Linked DNA regions of Bicyclus anynana: region 1 is linked to region 2. The links are chromatin contacts, called in public Hi-C maps. All regions are on one chromosome and are shown on one strand. Each heading gives the region's core, a stretch centred on a gene start, on an enhancer-like site or on the middle of the called end of the contact. The rest is flanking DNA. Distances are from core to core; before and after follow the strand shown.

Evidence for each region. Hi-C and Micro-C count contacts between places; a contact is called where the count stands out from the background.
Region 1: a Hi-C map of whole body shows a contact between it and region 2, with 2.0 times the contacts expected there. The contact joins the promoter of LOC112046364 here to the enhancer-like site in region 2. A contact is called at or near these places in 2 of 2 Hi-C or Micro-C datasets (whole body and whole larva).

The regions. Positions count from the first base shown.
Region 1 is chr17:11,544,411-11,549,692 of ilBicAnyn1.1, reverse strand. It overlaps LOC112046364 (protein groucho), which reads left to right and starts at 1,947. Exons shown (of 16, transcript XM_052886473.1): 1 at 1,947-2,200. The coding sequence starts at 2,132.
Region 2 is chr17:11,446,629-11,452,045 of ilBicAnyn1.1, reverse strand. All of the region lies in intron 7 of LOC112046364 (protein groucho), which reads left to right. Among protein-coding and RNA genes, the nearest start is that of LOC112049373, 32 kb to the right of the region's middle. Within about 2 kb of position 1,430, at least 8 of the 8 cell types and tissues checked have open chromatin away from gene starts, as enhancers often do.

The DNA of each region.
Region 1 (5,282 bases), core at 698-3,197, 97 kb before region 2:
CTTCCTACATGAACTTTAAAATCGTACCTTTACCTATTTAATGTTTTTACTTGTTTGACGTTATTTTTCTACATAAACTAATCTCTAAGAGTGTGTGTGTTTTTTTTTATTCTTTACAAGTTAGCCCTTAATTACAATCTCACCTGATGGTAAGTGATGATGCAATCTAAGATGGAAGCGGGCTAACTTGTTAGGAGGAGGTTGAAAATCCACACCACATATCGCTTGGCGGCACGTCTTTGTCGATAGGGTGGTAACTAGCCACGGCCGAAGCCTCCCTCCAGCCAGACCTAGACCAATTAAGAAAACCGCAATCGACCCAGCCGGGGATCGAACCCAGGACCTCCGTCTTGTAAATCAACCGCGCATACCAATGCGCCACGGAGGCCGTCAAAATAATATATTGAAATATTAGCCAGTTAAATTCTATATGCCTCGGTATAGTACGTACTTACTTACATAATAGGCAATATATCGGTTCACCAACGGTTGCGCACTTGAAACTCACAGAATGTTATGATTGAACTCTGAATCCGCATTAACGAACTATGCAAGCGTTGTTAGCAGCGCAATCCGTATCGAGCACTCAAATAGCTGCGCTTTATGGTTATTAATGCTCAGATTGACGCGGCTAAAGAGCAGCCATATAAATATTGTTCAATACAATGCCTGTAGGCATATTCTTGACTAGGGTTGCAGCTAGTCGGTTAGATAAATATATTCTAGACTAGAGTTGCAGCTAGTCGGTGAAAAATAATACTCTCGATTGCATACATAATACAGTTGCAGCTAGTTGGATAAAAAAATATATTCTTCACTAGAGTTGCAGCTAGTCGGTTGGAGGAATATATTCTAAACTAGGGTTGCAGCTGGTCGGTTAAAAAAATACAAGTATTCTTGACTAGCGTTATAGCTAGTCGGTTTTTAGTAGGAAAATACCTATGTTTCTAAAATTTGTTGATAACGGTTTTATTTCTTTTTAAATCCTTTGTGTGCTAGGTTTTGGTTTCACTCGCATAAATAGGTAGGTGCACATTCTTTCAAATTCCATTCAAAATTCATCTACATATAGAAAATCTATAAAAACACAAAAGTCTATTAGAGGCGCCCAATCTAAAAGAAAAAACATTTACATTCTGCGGCTCACATATAAAGTCAGAGGTTCGTCCTCGGCCGACCTACCTGCCTGTACCTACCTGTACCTAACCTACCGACCCTAGTCGCACTTAAGCCTAGTGACACACTTCAGCTTGCAAGTAATCTCATTCTGTGCCACTAACTCCAGCGTGCTCGGTTTTATTTTCCCCTTCACCTTCCCCTTGGTAGCTAACTACCTACCAAAATAAATTGGCCTTTTATTTAACTGGGAACTAAACTAAAGTGTGTCTGAGTTTATCAGTATCTTCACTGAACTTGCATCGAAGTAGGTAGGCCACCGAGATATCTGTCAAAGTTTGCCCAGGCCAGACGTCGCCGAGTGTCGAGTCATCTATTCTGATGTAAGTAGGTATATAGATACCTAGTTAGGTAAGTTTGCTGCGTGACTTGAAACAAAAGGAGATGCGGGAGGGACCCATCTGGTTTCAAGCTTCGTGTTACCCAAGTTCTAAAGATACCTAGTTACATTTAGGTTGGTATCTAATCTACAGTCTACAGTCTACGAGACGTGGATAGACGTCTTAAGCTGATTGATTAATAAGACGAATGTCTAATACGTATTTAAATAATATCTTCCACAGTTAAAGGCGGCATTTCAACTGTACCCTATAAAAATCCGCAAATAATACGTATCTATTAGAGCGTATATCTCCGATTCGCCTAAGTATTCCTCAAACATAAAAGATAGACGAAAAATTCGAGTTGAGAAAATATGTACGGCAACGGCATGCGAAGGGTGGCCGAGGAGGTGGAGGACCGGGGGGAGACGAGGCGGTCCCCCCGCCCGCGTCAGTTCACTTGCAGCGTTCGTGCGTAGTGGTTGTGTTGCTTCTTGTTATTTTACGTATCGCGTGTGAGTTGTCGCGTGTTCCCGCTCGTAGTGTTCGTAGTGGCTTGAGTGGAGTGTGTGCTTGTGCCCTGTATTCTTTTTGGAGTGTGCTGCAGACGATGACCGCGTGCGTTTGACGTGGGGATGTATCCGAGCGCGGGCGCAATGAACGCGGCCGCAGCCGCCGCTGCCGTGGCGGCCGCCAGGCATCCGGTGAGCCACACACGCTTTACATAAATCATCCTCGGAGATAATCAACTTGTCGCCCATTATCGCGGCGCTTTTCTCTATGGGAAAGAATAAATTAAAAAAAAAAACTCGCGGTGCATGTGCATTGTTTTGACGGTTTTGACAAATCGCCTACGATGTGAAACCATTGGGAAAGTTGTACGAGTTAACGGTTTTTATTTACATTTAAACAAACTTTGCAATAGATATCCTTTAATAATAATATTTAACAATTTGCATTGTGCTTGTACTGACAAGTTTACAACCGAGCAAAACAATACGCGTTTGGTTCCCAAACTTTTTTTATTACCGTTCAAACGTAATAAAGAGAAAAAGCAACGCACAACTGCGCCCCCCGCGGTGACGCGGCTCGGCTCGCTGTCGGAGCGATGTCGGACACACTCAATTACCTGTGAAATTGCTTCTAAAAGTTTTATAATACTTCACATCGGAAGTACCTACGACTTTTAAAAAAAGCGCGTCATAAATTGTTAAGTTATGAATGACGTTAATTCGAATCATTACTTTATTGTTTTAAAAATAAAGTCCATAATACAGTTTTCATAAAAGTAACCGATGGCAATGTTTCTGTCGTACATCTGTCGTCGCTCCCGATAAAGTTCCAACCCTACCTACCTATACCCAATCAAATTTTTTTTTATTCGACTCGATTGCAACTTTGATTGGACTTGTGTTTTGGTGTTACAGTGACAGTTATTTTTAACAATGCACAATACCTCGAAAGAGTTACCTAAGAAGCTCAATTCCTCCGAGTACCTAGATAGAAAAAAGTTGCTAAAGTCCGCTCAGAGATTGCGTTTCTGACAGGTGGGCGATGTAAGATGAGAGAGAGAGACAAAATTTAGGCAATTGTATATATGAATATGTTGTCTCATTCGCACGACCTGTCAGAAACGCAAACACTGAGCGTCCGGACTTTAGAGTAAGGCACTGTACTTACAAATTGTAGAAAAACTAAAATTTAAGAAAAAATAAAGTTAAACTCTCGACCAAGTCTCTTTCAGTGCGCTTTCATTTGAGACCCCATTCAAGTATGTAGGTATATTTTTGCAGACATTCGGTAATTCTTCCCCACTTTTATCACCCCACAATTTTTAAACGCCTCAACCGATTTTCATACTAATAACACTCGCGCTTATTTTTTTTTCTTATTAAAGGTGACTTTAATAAGAAAAAAAAAACGAAAAAAAATCACGTCACCTAAACAAACAGTTTATCTCAGAGGAATTACAATGCTTGGTTTGGTTTGTCTACGCCAATTTAAAGTGTTAATTATAAAATTCCGTGTTTATAATCGTGCCATTAAAAATTATCTCAGACAATTTGTCACGTTATCACGTTATGGATACCTACTTTTTAAATTGTGAGAATTATAGTAAGCCGACCTATTTGTTGTGTTAATGTCTATGTAGGTATCTAATTACAGTAGAACAAAGCAGAAGTTTAATTGCCTTCAGTGATTACCACATGCGATGTATAACACAATGAGCAAATCAATTTTTTTAGATGTTTATTAGAATTAAAAAAAAACTGTGGCATGCAATGTTGATTAGCCTAATGTTAGCTTGTCATGACTTTTTCTCAAGTAGTCTTCATACCTACTTTAACTTACCTACTTATGTACGCACTAAATTATAATAATTAATCTATACTTAATATTATATAAAGCTGAAGAGTTTGTTTGTTTGCTTGAACGCGCTAATCTCAGGAATTACTGGACCGATTTGAAAAATTCTTTTAGTGTTAGATAGATCATTTATCGATGAAGCCTATAGGCTGTATATTATCCCTGTATTCCTACGGGAACGGGAACCACGCGGCGTCAGCTAGTGCCAAAATATAATGCACGCTTATCACTGGAAAACGTATTATCATGAAAACATCAAAGTTCAAACTAAATGACTATATTTGGACCACCAGCCAGTAACTATAGGTAGGTATCTAAATAATTAATTACCTATTAGGCATTATTCTTAATAGGAAAATTGTTTTTAATATAAACATGCGTATTGATATAATGGTATTTACGTTAATAAGGTTTCAGTATAGGTAACTATGTACTTGGTGAATGTGACTAATTTTCCTTGTCAATAACAATTTGAATATGAAAAAGACTAAATACATTCCACTTCATTTTTATTTATTTAAAGATTAAATCATTTCATAAAGTTATTTGAATTTAAGTTTTATTCTATTCCTGAGGAAAAAAGAAAACTTTCCACACCACCTTCAACTGACAATTACATTGAAAAGCGAAGTTCCACATCTGGCAACACGTGTAGTTAAATCGTGGAAAATTTAACGGCAAATGTCCCTTGACTTGTAGAGTGCGAACTGTTAACCGTATTACGGATGACAGAAGGCTTTTACCCTGCTCTTTTACGACGCCTGGCTCTCGCTTTTACGACATAGTATGGGAGGGGGGAGGTGAGGGGCACGGGGAGACGGGTGCGGGTGTTAATGTAAATGCCTATTTGTATGTTTGCTCAAAATCCGTGTCGCGTCCTAGGCACTCCGCTCTATGTCAATATTTGACAGATGGAATTACCGCTAGCTACGATAAAATGAGATGGCGTCTCGAGTTCACGTTTCTTCGCAAACAACGAACGACTCTCGCGTTTAATTTCCGTGAACCGCTATGGCGGAAAGAATGTCTGTGCTAACAATGAGCACATAATTTACGTTGGTTATTAAACTGCGCTGCCACAATCGAGTCTCCAAACGGTCTTCTGTAGGTACAGTCAGTCCGTATTACTATAGTCTGGCAAGTTCGTTGATGACACTCCCATGATATGCGGGCGACGGGGGGAAAGAATGCGCGGATGTGAAATCGTGCGTGCGGGAAAGTGAGGTGCATCAGTCGTGGTTTTTCATTCATCGCTACACGCCCCCCGGCCCGCGCGGACCATCTGGAGTGTTACGAACGAAGTTGCCAAGCTATAATACCTACTCGGAAATAAGTATGTTCAGTTTTAACTTGAAAGAACATGGTTGGTAAGCGAAAATTAAAGCCATTGAATGAGCCAGTACGTGTATCTACTTATAA
Region 2 (5,417 bases), core at 181-2,680:
CACAACTAGAGAGCATCTGCAAGTTCCAGGCTTTACTTATCTTCTTTATCTTAAAAAAGGAGGTTATTAGGCATCAATTTCTCACACCTTAAAGTCTGTCAGTGCATGGCTGTGCGCCAGTGTTTTGTGTCTTACAGCTTCTTTCGCCGGAATTCGACGTGTGTATCTGTGGCTCTACGCAATCTCGTACACACGATACATCAGTTAATTCTTTTGCAAAATATCTCATTACTTCTCGAAACTTAGCGTAGCATCTGCCAGTGTGTTTTGGAATTTACTACTTTTAAGGCAGCACGAGCGAATGGTTTACTTACATGTAAAAAAACAAAACATCGCTTTACAACTAATAAACTATTAGATGCTAATTGCTATAAACAGTTTCGTAGATTTTCACACTACACACTCGATCCAAAAGCTTACTTACAGTCACCGGGTGTTATTATGTCAGGTGTGTAACCACCCTTAGACCACTCTGTACCTACCTATCTATAATACTCGCTGTACATTCAAAATCCAGCTATTGCTTTCATTGATATAAATTGAAAGTGCAAGCCGTGTTGCCGAACAACCGTATATTTTGTTTTGGTTTTATTAACACCCGGCGCAAAATATAGTTGTTATAAGTTGTGGCATTGCAACTCTCGGAGCGGATGTTCCGGTTTCGACACAAATGTTCTGATAACTATTGTTTTTGGATTCAGACTTGTTTGTATAGAAAATCCAATTTGGCTTTCCAAAAATACTTTAGTTTAATATTACCAAGCTTTTAACTAAAGGTTTGCTTGCATTGATTTTGATGCCAAATAATTTTATGCCGGACAACCTTTTAAAAGTAGAAGTGTACTTTTGACTAAGTGAAAGGTAGGTATCCTATACCTTTTGCTGTATTTCTGTCAGCAATGGTCATTCGTGAAATTGCTGTCAGACAGAAAATTTTCATTTTATTTATGACATGATGTTAAATATTATAATGGAAATGTAACTTAAATGAATAAATAAAAGCATACTGAACAAACATGAAAAAAATCACTTTAATAATATTGGGACATGTTTAACTAATACCTGCGACTCTTTTTTCGTATTACCTATAAGTAATTTACAGCAAAGTTTGTCCATGTGAAAGAACCTCACCTATTTTCACTTACATACTAATGTAGTATCTAAATTTATTCTTAGCTATAATTAATATAATGTAAGCAAAACTACCTACTTACGTGCACTGATAGTCAAGTCTATAGAACTTACGTATGTGTGTAGTGGTGTAACATACCATAAAATGGAAATGTAACTTGAGAACATTCAAAAATATCGCCGTATAAAGAGCTGTCTCGAGCAGTGCAGTGTAGATAGCAGCCACCGCAAGTGTAATGAGCGCGCAGCGTACCGTACACGATCGTACTCCGTGTTGCGGACTTGCGGTTGCGGTGGCGTGTATACGTGCCCCGTGCCCCGCAGCGCACGCTACGTGTGGGGTCCTACCAGATGCTCGCCCGCCGCAATGCATAACGATACATAACCCTTTGGCTATTCTAGTCGCTCCGTCCATCCGACGACACCGCATGTGCAATGTGCATCGTCTTGTGTATATCCCATGTCTTGATATCATTTACGAGTTGCATGTCTTTTACTCAACAAGTGCTGTCTCATTAAAGAGATGATTCAGTCTAAACCTACATAATTTTTTTTTTTTTTTTTTAAGATTGGGTCACTAACTATTTTTTTGTTTTAATAGTGTTACTTTTTTTAACCGACTTCAAAAAAATGAGGTGGTTCTCAATTCGTCTGTATGTTTTTTTTATGTATGTTACCTGATTATTCAAACTGATCATCAGTTAGAACATAATATAATAGATATAACATGTTTTATGTATTTGAATTCGGTTGAATTTTTTTTATTAAATTTTTTTTAGTTTTTTGGACATGGAACATGGTCACAAATAGACAAAATTAGTGTTCTAGCGGTGCATGTGAACATGTCAATATCACAGTCAGTTCATTTATTTCAAATAAACTTATCTTACGAGCACTTTCGAGACGTCAGGTAACAGTATTAGATTATGATGATAATAATTAGTCGAAAGAAAGAAAATTAAAGTTACGAAGGTTCCCAAGCGCCTTGGTTGGTGGTTGAACAAAAACAACTTGTTATTGTTGTTGAGTTGTTCATATTTGTTGACCTTTGTTACGTTTCCTCTCTAACTAGCGTATGCATAGAAGAATGCGTTGGAATTAATTATTCTTTAAAAAGGAGTAGTAGGATTGAACCTAGAACACATAGTAAAAATTTAATTTACGAGGCTTGAAATGGTATTTGTAAAAATATGACATTGTAATTACATAAGTTTTAAGTCACCATATTACCATAGGACGCGGCTTCAATAGGACATCAAAAGATGTGTTGAAAGTTCAGTCAACCGTCGGCGATGCCCAACGGACTTCCAACTGGCCGGCGCGGCTTAAATTCACGTCAATTTACGTCAATAGTCCGAAAGGTCCCCGTATAAATAACCCTCCGGCAGTACAACTCGGCCCATTATACCGGCGCTCGCAATAACCCGTATTCCACCCACAAATAAACACGACGGAGACAGATAATTGAAATCGCTGCAAGTAATTAGCAGTTAGGCGCGCGATAGCTCCGAGCGCGGCTCACGTCTTCATAATTTATCTCAATTAGTTGGCAGCGTAATGGGCGGAAGGGCGGCTCCCGCTTGCAGTTTATGCACTGTCGCGACCTAGCTATGCATTTACTATTGCCGGCCGCAATTACTAGCTAAGGGGTACGGGTGACCGGAGACCACTTTGTATATTTTAAATCTGTATTAGTCTTGGGAGCATTTCTTTTTCGTGTATACATGCTTCGAGCCATACGATGGTATTCATTATTTGCCCTTCGTAATTACGGTTTGACCACACGTTATTGAATGATGAATGTGCTTGCTTATGAGCAATTTATTTTGAACTTCTAAGTTCTACATAAGTTATAATTGTGTCTATGGTATGTACTTATTATTAGGAATCTTTGTGTCGAACCTCAATAAGTCGCGAACCTCCAAACCTTTCCCTTCAAGCCCAAAACATCCATTAGGTTGAAAACTTTTAAACCCTGTTTATGTCGGCGAAATTTTAATGTAAATATATTTGATAGGTATTCATTATTATATTCAGTGTATATCCTGTTTGTGTTTTTGATATCTAGTTGCACATAATGAGGCAATAACGAGATCGTACAAGGTAAATTATGGTATCGAATATAATTGTGTGTTTCATACAAAACAATGTTATCTCCAGTCCACAGTGAGCGAGTAGCACGTGTTCATGTTGCGGTTGAGCCATCGCACTTCAGCATTCGATGATATTAGTCTCGCTCTCGCCAGACAAAGGACGTAGAGGCGGAGGCGTTGCTTACTACGGAGCATGCGAGTGTGCGCTGCGGTCGCCGGCGGCATGTTTAACAATGCGGCGTGCGGCGTGCGGAGTGCGGCATGCGGCAAGCGGTGTGCGGCGTGCGGCGTGCGGCGACGGCATGTCCCCGTACTGCCTGACACGACTCGCTCGTGTAGCTAGAACACGCTCGCTCCCCTCTCTCCTATGCACGCCGCGTCCTTCCCTTTGTGCTTATCACACATTTACATATGCTCCGCCTGCTAGCCGCCGTGTTCGAGCATTGAAAATGTTTCATGAATAAATTTGTAATCCAATTCCAGGCTTAACTTTTAGCCGATCGACACGAAATGCCGAACGGTTAATGAAAACAGACTTTAAAGTTCACAGCGAACCGAAACAAACAATCTCCGGTCTCGCGATCCGTCATAAAAAGTGCGAGTCGCAGCCCTTTTTCGAGTTTCCTCGTTACGGGCTAAGACGAGAATCATTAGGAATTAAATTTCCCCTTTCATTAGTCCCTCAACCCTCGTATAATTCCGGACGCGGAGCAATAACAATATAAATCCCCCGTCGCGCCGAGCGGGGGATTAAGGCTTGTCTCGACCCTAATTTAGGGCTGCCCCCGCCCCGGATTAACGAAGTGGCGGAATCCGCTAGGGTTGTCGCTGCGCATAAACTTGTTACGTGTTTAATGTTTTATTGACGGGTAGCGAGGGAGCCCTCATTTAAATAACAGAGCGGCACACGCGTTCTAACGACTACCTCGCCGCTCGAGCTTGACCTCTCGCGCCCTCTTCACTCCACATCTCACGGATGGCTGGCGCTTCAACGCTTGGGAACAATCGACAGATTGACATAAAAACACTCCAAAGCGAAGATCTAATTCCCACAAATATCGGATTCCTCCATGACGTGTGAACAAGATACGAAGTTGCGGTTACACGTGTAATACATATTCATTTAGCTAATTGAATTTTCGTACGAGCACAAACTTAAACATTATAATAAAAACAAGATAGATTATACGTAATTAAAATCAAACATCACCAGATAGAGCGCCTGCAAAAAACTACCAAACAACTTTTGTTCAATTAACATTTTCAATTTACAATCGCTGTTTAAAAAGCGAGATAACACATCGAAAAACATGTGCTAAATCGAATGTGAAACACGGCCGATATCTCGTTATATTACGTATTTTAAACGGTCGTTCACCCTGACAAATTAATTTTTCGATCTATTAAGTTCGTAGAGGCAAATCGCTGTGAGCTGGAACGAATTGTTTATCCCCGGTATTAAGTCGTAGCGGTGTCGACGCACATATTGCAGACGAAGGAGCCGGAGAGGGCCCTCAGCCTCACTCCCTTCCCGGGATCACGGGTAAATGAGCCGGCGTTTGTCAACACATCTCGCCCCAATATGCCGACAGATTAGATTTTACAAATAAAAAAGCCGTCTACTAAAATAAACTTTGAGTTTTGTACGACCACCCGTCTTAGACGCATAACAGTTTTTTTTTAACGTTCATTTTAACTATTATTGATTTAGAATCTATTTTATATTTAAGTACATGTGTTTTATTATTCTTTAAAAAAAACATTGATTATTGTTTAACTTTTTTAGAATTTAAACTATCGTGAGTGTTATTCATATTAATTGATTATGAAACACGGCTAAAACTCACGTGATATTACGTCGGAGTATGCCCGACTAGTTTCGAACCCATACGGGGCCCTTAGTCATGAGCTGGTTCTTGCATCGAGGCACGATCCAAACATGTTAAACATTGTTTAACTTTATTTATGTTTATATCACTCTTTGTACGTAATACCTGCTTACCTTAAGAGAATTATGTAGGTCGTTAGGTGAAGCTATCGAGATTTATTTTTTTTTAGTTACATTTTTATTCGGTTTAATGGATTTTGAATTAATATTCAGTTTGATAGAGTTTAAAATAAAAATTGTTAATAGTTGATGGATAAGAAATATGACTGTGAATAAAATCTAAAAAAATATGAAATATATTTATT